Linked DNA regions of Ovis aries: region 1 is linked to region 2. Evidence: chromatin contacts called from public Hi-C data. All regions are on one chromosome and are shown on one strand. The core of a region is the stretch at or near the end of the contact, and the rest is flanking DNA. Distances in the headings are between cores, read along the strand shown. Region 1 holds the start of LOC121819851 (keratin-associated protein 16-1-like). Region 2 holds the start of TBC1D14 (TBC1 domain family member 14).

Region 1 (2,883 bases), core at 146-2,645, 150 kb before region 2:
TTCTTCCATCCTCGTTTTTGTTTTTGTTTTTTAGCCTGCATAACCATAAAGCAAATTCCAAATTCTGCGGCAATTTAAATACTTCCATTGGCATCGCCGAACAACTACGTTATTTTAATCTAAACATTAGGCCACCTCTCCCTAACAAAAATATCAATAACTCCTGTCATCTAACAGTTTATATTTGACTTTCCCCTTTATCTTACAAATATCTTTTTTCACAGTTGGTTTGTTCGATCATGATTCAAATAAAGGTCCACACAGTCCATCTTTTATGTGCTCTAATTCTCAAACAGTCTTACTTCCTTTTTCCCTCTAGACCCCTAACTGGGGTCATTTGCCCAGCAGAACGTCTTACGTTCTGGATTTGACTTTTTGCCTCCTTCTGCGAGTGGCCCAGGGCCTGACATTCAACGTGATGAGTGCTCTCAATGGAAGCAAAGCAGAACAGAGGTTTGGTCCTCACAGATGGGACACGCAGGCAGCACTCCGTTGGGGACACCACGGGCTCTGCGATTCGGGCAGAGGGGACAGCAGCTGCGACACCCAGGTACAAGGAGCACCTGGGCTCCTTCGCGGCACGAGACACAGTAGCACTGGCATTTGTTAAGAGTAACGAAAACATTCGGATTTTATGAGCTTTGGTTGTGTCCCCAGAAGTCGTCTTCGATGCTGTTCTTGGTATGCTTTGGTGTCTTACTCTGAGAAAATTGGGCTTCCCTTGTAGCTCAGTCGGTAAAGAATCTGCCTGCCGCGCAGGAGATCCCGGTTTGATCCCTGGGTAGGGAAGATTCCCTGGAAAAAGAGATGGCAACCCACTCCAGTATCCTTGTCTGGAGAATCTCATGGACACAGGAGCCTGATGAGCTGCAGTCCATGGGGTCGAAAAGAGCCGGGCACGACTGAGCGACTAACACACTGAGAAAACTGAAGGTGGAAGGCGTGCAAACGAAACACACCACCTAAGTCTCCTTGCCCAGGCCCGACGCCTCCGCGCTGGACCACACAGGCTTCCCGGGTTTTGCCTTAACAAAACCCACAGTACCGACGGAAGCCCCCTCCGGCCACCAGTCAGCCCTCCTGCGCTGCGAAGTCGCCGGCAGGACGGGCGGTGACCGCCTAACGCTGTTTTAACCGACTTTCCTGGAGCCCTGCGGTCGCCCGTCCACGAGCTTTCGTCCTTGACCTATTTGCCTTTAGCCTACACTGAGCACCCAGAGTCTGGCTCGGTCCCAGCAGCTCGGGCTGTGAGGGAGAAAAGGCAAAAGCCCTGGCGTCTGGCCACCTCCCAGAGCAAAGAGCGCCCCGAACCTCGAGGTGCACGTACAGGAAGGGAGGGCCTCACTGGAAACCGCGCTCGAGAGTCTCCTTGCCCCCTCAGTCCGCACTTCCGGTGCCCTCCCCATGCTCTCTCTCTATTGGTTCTTCCCTTGACCACGCCCCTCCACGGAGGAGTCTGTTTCCTTCACCTTTCACCTCAGCTTCACTTTCTGGGGCCTCTTAAGGCCTCAAACCCCGCCCACCGTCCAGGCCGGCAATTATTGGTGAATATGGCCTGTCCATCAGTGGAAAAACGGTGGTTGATTGGCTGAGGGGAAGCAATTGGGCGGGAGAAGCAAGAATAGAGTCTCGCGCATGCCCGGTGAGCGCACGCAGTGCCGGCAGCAGTCATGGCGGCTCGGTGTGTGCGGCTGGCGCGGCGCAGCCTCCCGGCTTTCGCGTTGTCTCTCAGGTAAGGGGCGCCGATGGCCAGGCTTAGGAGGGGCGCGCTGTCCCCGCTGGCTCAGACGCGAGCCCTGCCCGGCTCCGGCCTGGGCGTCGTGGGGGGTCTTCCAGACGCTGGGCGCGGGCTCCGCTGGTTTCTCCTGTGGGGCCTGCCCGGCCGCCTCTCTGTCCGTGCTGTCCGCGGGGCGGACGGGACGGCTCCCCGCGCGAGGCGTCGGTGGCGAGCGGGCTCCTTCCGCCCTGCCCGAGCTTCCTCCCCCTCCGCGTGCTGCGGAGTCCCCTACCTAACCCACCGTGGGGGAGAGCCGTTGACTTAGAGCAGTGACGCCGCGGCGGAGGTCACGAGGCCCTGCCCTCTCCTTGGCTTTTCTTTTCCTTTTTGTTTTTTGTTTTTTGTTTTTTTTTTTTTTTTGCGGTTTCTGTCGTTTCAAAGTCCGGCCTCCTAACTTAGTTTAGTCCGTGCTTAGCGGACAGATACTGAAGCTGAAACTCCCAGTAATTCGGCCATCTGATGCGAAGAACTGACTCGTTGGAAAAGACCCTGATGCTGGGAAAGATTGAAGGCGGGAAGAGAAGGGGAGGACAGAGGATGAGATGGTTGGATGGCATCACCGACTCAGTGGACATGAGTTTGAGTCAACTCCGGGAGTTGGAGATGGACAGGGAGGCCTGGCTTGCTGCAGCCCATGGGATCGCGGAGTCGGACATGACTGAGCGAGTGAACTGAACTAGCACCTTCCACGTTGGGGGGAGCTTCGGAGAACCAGGTTATCTGTTAAGAGAAGCTGCTCTGGGCCGAACATGGGAGTAGAAGCTGCGCGGAGAGGGAGCCGGACTTTGGCCTCAAGGAGCTTTATTTAGTGATGGTGAGACGGTAAACGGGTCGGTAAAAGGGGACGAGGACAGGGCGAGGGGATGAAGCTGCGATTCTAGCCTGATCCATTGTATAGACAGCGTGGGAACAAACCCGCCTGGGGAGTCTTGAGTGAGTACAGGCGGTTGGCTCAATTTGCGATTTTTGTAACTGGCATTGATTGCCTGGACGTGTGTGCGTGATCCGTCTTGTCCAACTCTTTGCGATCATTTGGATTGTAGCCAGCCAAGCTCCTGTGTCCTTGGGGATTTTCCAGACAGGAATACTGGAGTGGGTTGTTATGC
Region 2 (2,869 bases), core at 7-2,506:
TGGAGGGGGTCCCGGGGCTCAGGGACTCAGGTGGAGGGGGTCCTGGGGGTCAGGGACAGTGAGGTGGAGGGGATTCCGGGGGGCTCCGAGGTTGGGGGGCCGGGGCTCAGGGACCCTGAGGTGGCGGGATCTCGGGGCTCAGAGACTCTGAGATGGAGAGGGTCCCGGGGCTCAGGGACCTTGAAGTGGAGGGGGTCCCGGGGCTCTCGCGGGTCGGGGGAGCGGTTCCGCGCGCCGAGCCGGCTCGTCTCCCGCCCCGGAGCCCCGCGCGTCTGAGGGTGAAAACTTTCCGTCAAGTTCCGGAAACGGTGCGGTTCGGGGCGCGCGTCTCACCAAGGAGCGGTGCTCCCCGCGCCCCACGCGCTCCCCCGGGCGCGGGAAAGAGCGGCGGCCGCGCAGCGCCGAGGGGGCAGGCCAGGCAGGACGCGCCCGGCCGCGCCTCAGGGCCGCCGCCTCCCCGCTCCGGCCGACGCGGCAGCAGGTGGCAGCGGCCCCGCGCGCGGCCCGGCCCCTTCCCTCCCTCGCGGCCCGGCTCCCGCCGCAGGCCCTCAGTACCGGAGTCAGCGTGGCTCCGACGCCATCCCCGGGGCCCGCGGGCCCGCAGCCCAGGCCCCGCGGGACCCGCAACGTGCGCGGCGAAGACGCTGGGCGCTGCAGGCGGCGAGCCGACCAGGCAGGTGCCGGCAAGGAGCCCGCGGCCAACGGCGGCGCGCGCCCCCGCCCCGCCCCGCGCGCCCTCGCCCCGCCCACGCGCGCCTTCACCCCGCCCGCGCGCGTCCTCGCCCCGCCCCGCGCGCCCCCGCCCCGCCCACGCGCGCCTTCACCCCGCCCCGCGCCCCCGCCCCGCCCCGCCCCGCCCCGCGCGCCCTCGCCCCGCCCGCGCGCGCCTTCACCCCGCCCCGCGCGTCCTCGCCCCGCCCCGCGCGTCCTCGCCCCGCCCCGCGCGTCCTCGCCCCGCCCCGCCCCGCCCCCTGCCGGCACAGCCGCTCTTCCGCCCGGGCTACCGCCCCACCCCCGCCGCGCCGCCGCTGCTCCTTAAGCTCGACGCTCGTCCCTCTGCCCCTTCTCCAGCCCGGTCGCCCGCTCTCTCCAGGCCCCGGGACGGCATTGCCCGCCCTTTTCTCTCCCGAAGGCCAAAAAGGGCCGCGAGGGGAGGCCTGAGGGAATCCTCATGCCCTCAGAGCCCCCGTGGACACCCACCAGGGGGCCTCCTTACCTGGTCGGCTCCACCCGCGGCCATCTTGGAAGTGGGAAGCGGCTGGGAGGGGGAAGGGGCACGAGCGGGCAGCGACCAGGCGTGGGGAGCCGAGCGGCGGAGCGCATCGATGGGTGGCCCTGCCCACCCCGAGCAGGTGTGTGGGAGAGGAAGGTCCCGCCCCCCACCTGCCCGCAAGCTGGAGGCCAGCTGGGCAAGATCGGAGCTCCGGCCTGGAACATGGAGCCTTGAGCATATCGCTTTGAGGCTTTCCCGGCCGGGCCTTGTCTCTTCATCCGTAAAACGGGCTTTTCTGACAGTTCTCTTATTGAGCCGGTAGACAGGGCACAGCGCCGCTCCTCCCCAAACTTGTCTGCACTTCTCTATCACCTGAAGATCTTTGAAAAATTTAAAGGCTAGGCCACGCCTCAGACCAACTAAATCACAGTCTCTGGAGGTAAGATACTGTTTTGAAAGCTGCGTAATGTGCAGACAAGTTTAGGAACCGCTGGCCTAGTGTTCATTGCATTATTTCCGTCAGTATTGCAGAATCTAGAGACACGATCTGTGATCAGAACTGTCACGCAGGACTTCCCTGGCGGTACAGTGCTTAAGACCTGCCACTTTCACTGCAGTGGCGCAGGTTGGATCCCTGGTGGGGCTTCCACATGCAGGCGCCTTCCCCCGCCCCCCCCCAAAAAAAACAGTGGGTAGAGAGTGGACAAACCTAGACAGCATATTAAACAGCAGAGGCATTAAACTTTGCCAACAAAGGTCCATCTAGTCAAAACTGGTATTTCCGGTAGTCATGTATGGATATGAGAGTTGGACAAGAAGGCTGAGCACTGAATTGATGCTTTCGAACTGTGGTGCTAGCGAAGATCTTGAGTCCCTTGGACTGTAAGGAGGTCCAACCAGTCCATCCTAAAGGAAATCAATCCTGAATATTCATTGGAAGGACTGATGCTGAAGCTGAAGCACCAATACTTTGGCCACCTGATGTGAAGAGCTGACTCATTAGAAAAGACCCTGATTTGGGGAAAGATTGAAGGCAGGAGATGGGGGTGACAGAGGAGATGTTTGGATGGCATCACTGGCTCAATGGACATGAGTTTGAGCAAGCTCTAGGAGATGGTGAAGGACAGGGAAGCCTGGCTTGCTGCAGTCCATGGGGTCGCAAAGAGTTGCACACAACTGAGCAACTGAACAACAAAGAGTGAAAGATGAAGTCGCCTGCCCAAGGTCCAGGGCTGGTCAGTAGCTGAGAGGAGTCAGAGGCCAGATGCCCCACCTCTAGGATCATGCAAAGCCCCGGAATAAGAGACCTCTTGTTCACTAGTTATTGACCCGTTCCTCAACGTCCTCCAAGAATGTGGGCTGCCTGAGCCAAACTGGGCTTATCTTGTTTACTGGTATGTTCCCTGAGCCTACAAGACTTCAGAGATTGGGAGCTGGAAGGCCTGGGTTCCAAGCGAGGCTTGGCGCCTGACTGCCAGGAGTGCTGAGGGCTGCCCCAGGCAGAACTACCAGAGAAGAAACCTCAGAGGGACAGGAAGGGTATCCGTACATCAGAACATCTGGAGGCGTACGGTGAAGATTAATTTTGGCTGTAGTCATTAGTGTTGGTCCCGAGAACCCCAGGCTTGTTTCTGCTGCCTAGGTCATAGCTCTAAA

Evidence for each region. Hi-C and Micro-C count contacts between places; a contact is called where the count stands out from the background.
Region 1: a Hi-C map of liver shows a contact between it and region 2, with 3 times the contacts expected there. The contact joins the promoter of LOC121819851 here to the promoter of TBC1D14 in region 2. A contact is called at or near these places in 6 of 16 Hi-C or Micro-C datasets (blood, hypothalamus and liver).

The regions. Positions count from the first base shown.
Region 1 is chr6:114,264,696-114,267,578 of ARS-UI_Ramb_v3.0, reverse strand. It overlaps LOC121819851 (keratin-associated protein 16-1-like), which reads right to left and starts at 1,395. Exons shown (of 2, transcript XM_042251672.2): 1 at 1,328-1,395. It overlaps GRPEL1 (GrpE like 1, mitochondrial), which reads left to right and starts at 1,651. Exons shown (of 4, transcript XM_004010013.5): 1 at 1,651-1,732. The coding sequence starts at 1,671.
Region 2 is chr6:114,110,951-114,113,819 of ARS-UI_Ramb_v3.0, reverse strand. It overlaps TBC1D14 (TBC1 domain family member 14), which reads right to left and starts at 1,256. Exons shown (of 14, transcript XM_060417691.1): 1 at 1,217-1,256. The region is part of intron 1 of LOC121819852 (a long non-coding RNA gene); the gene reads left to right.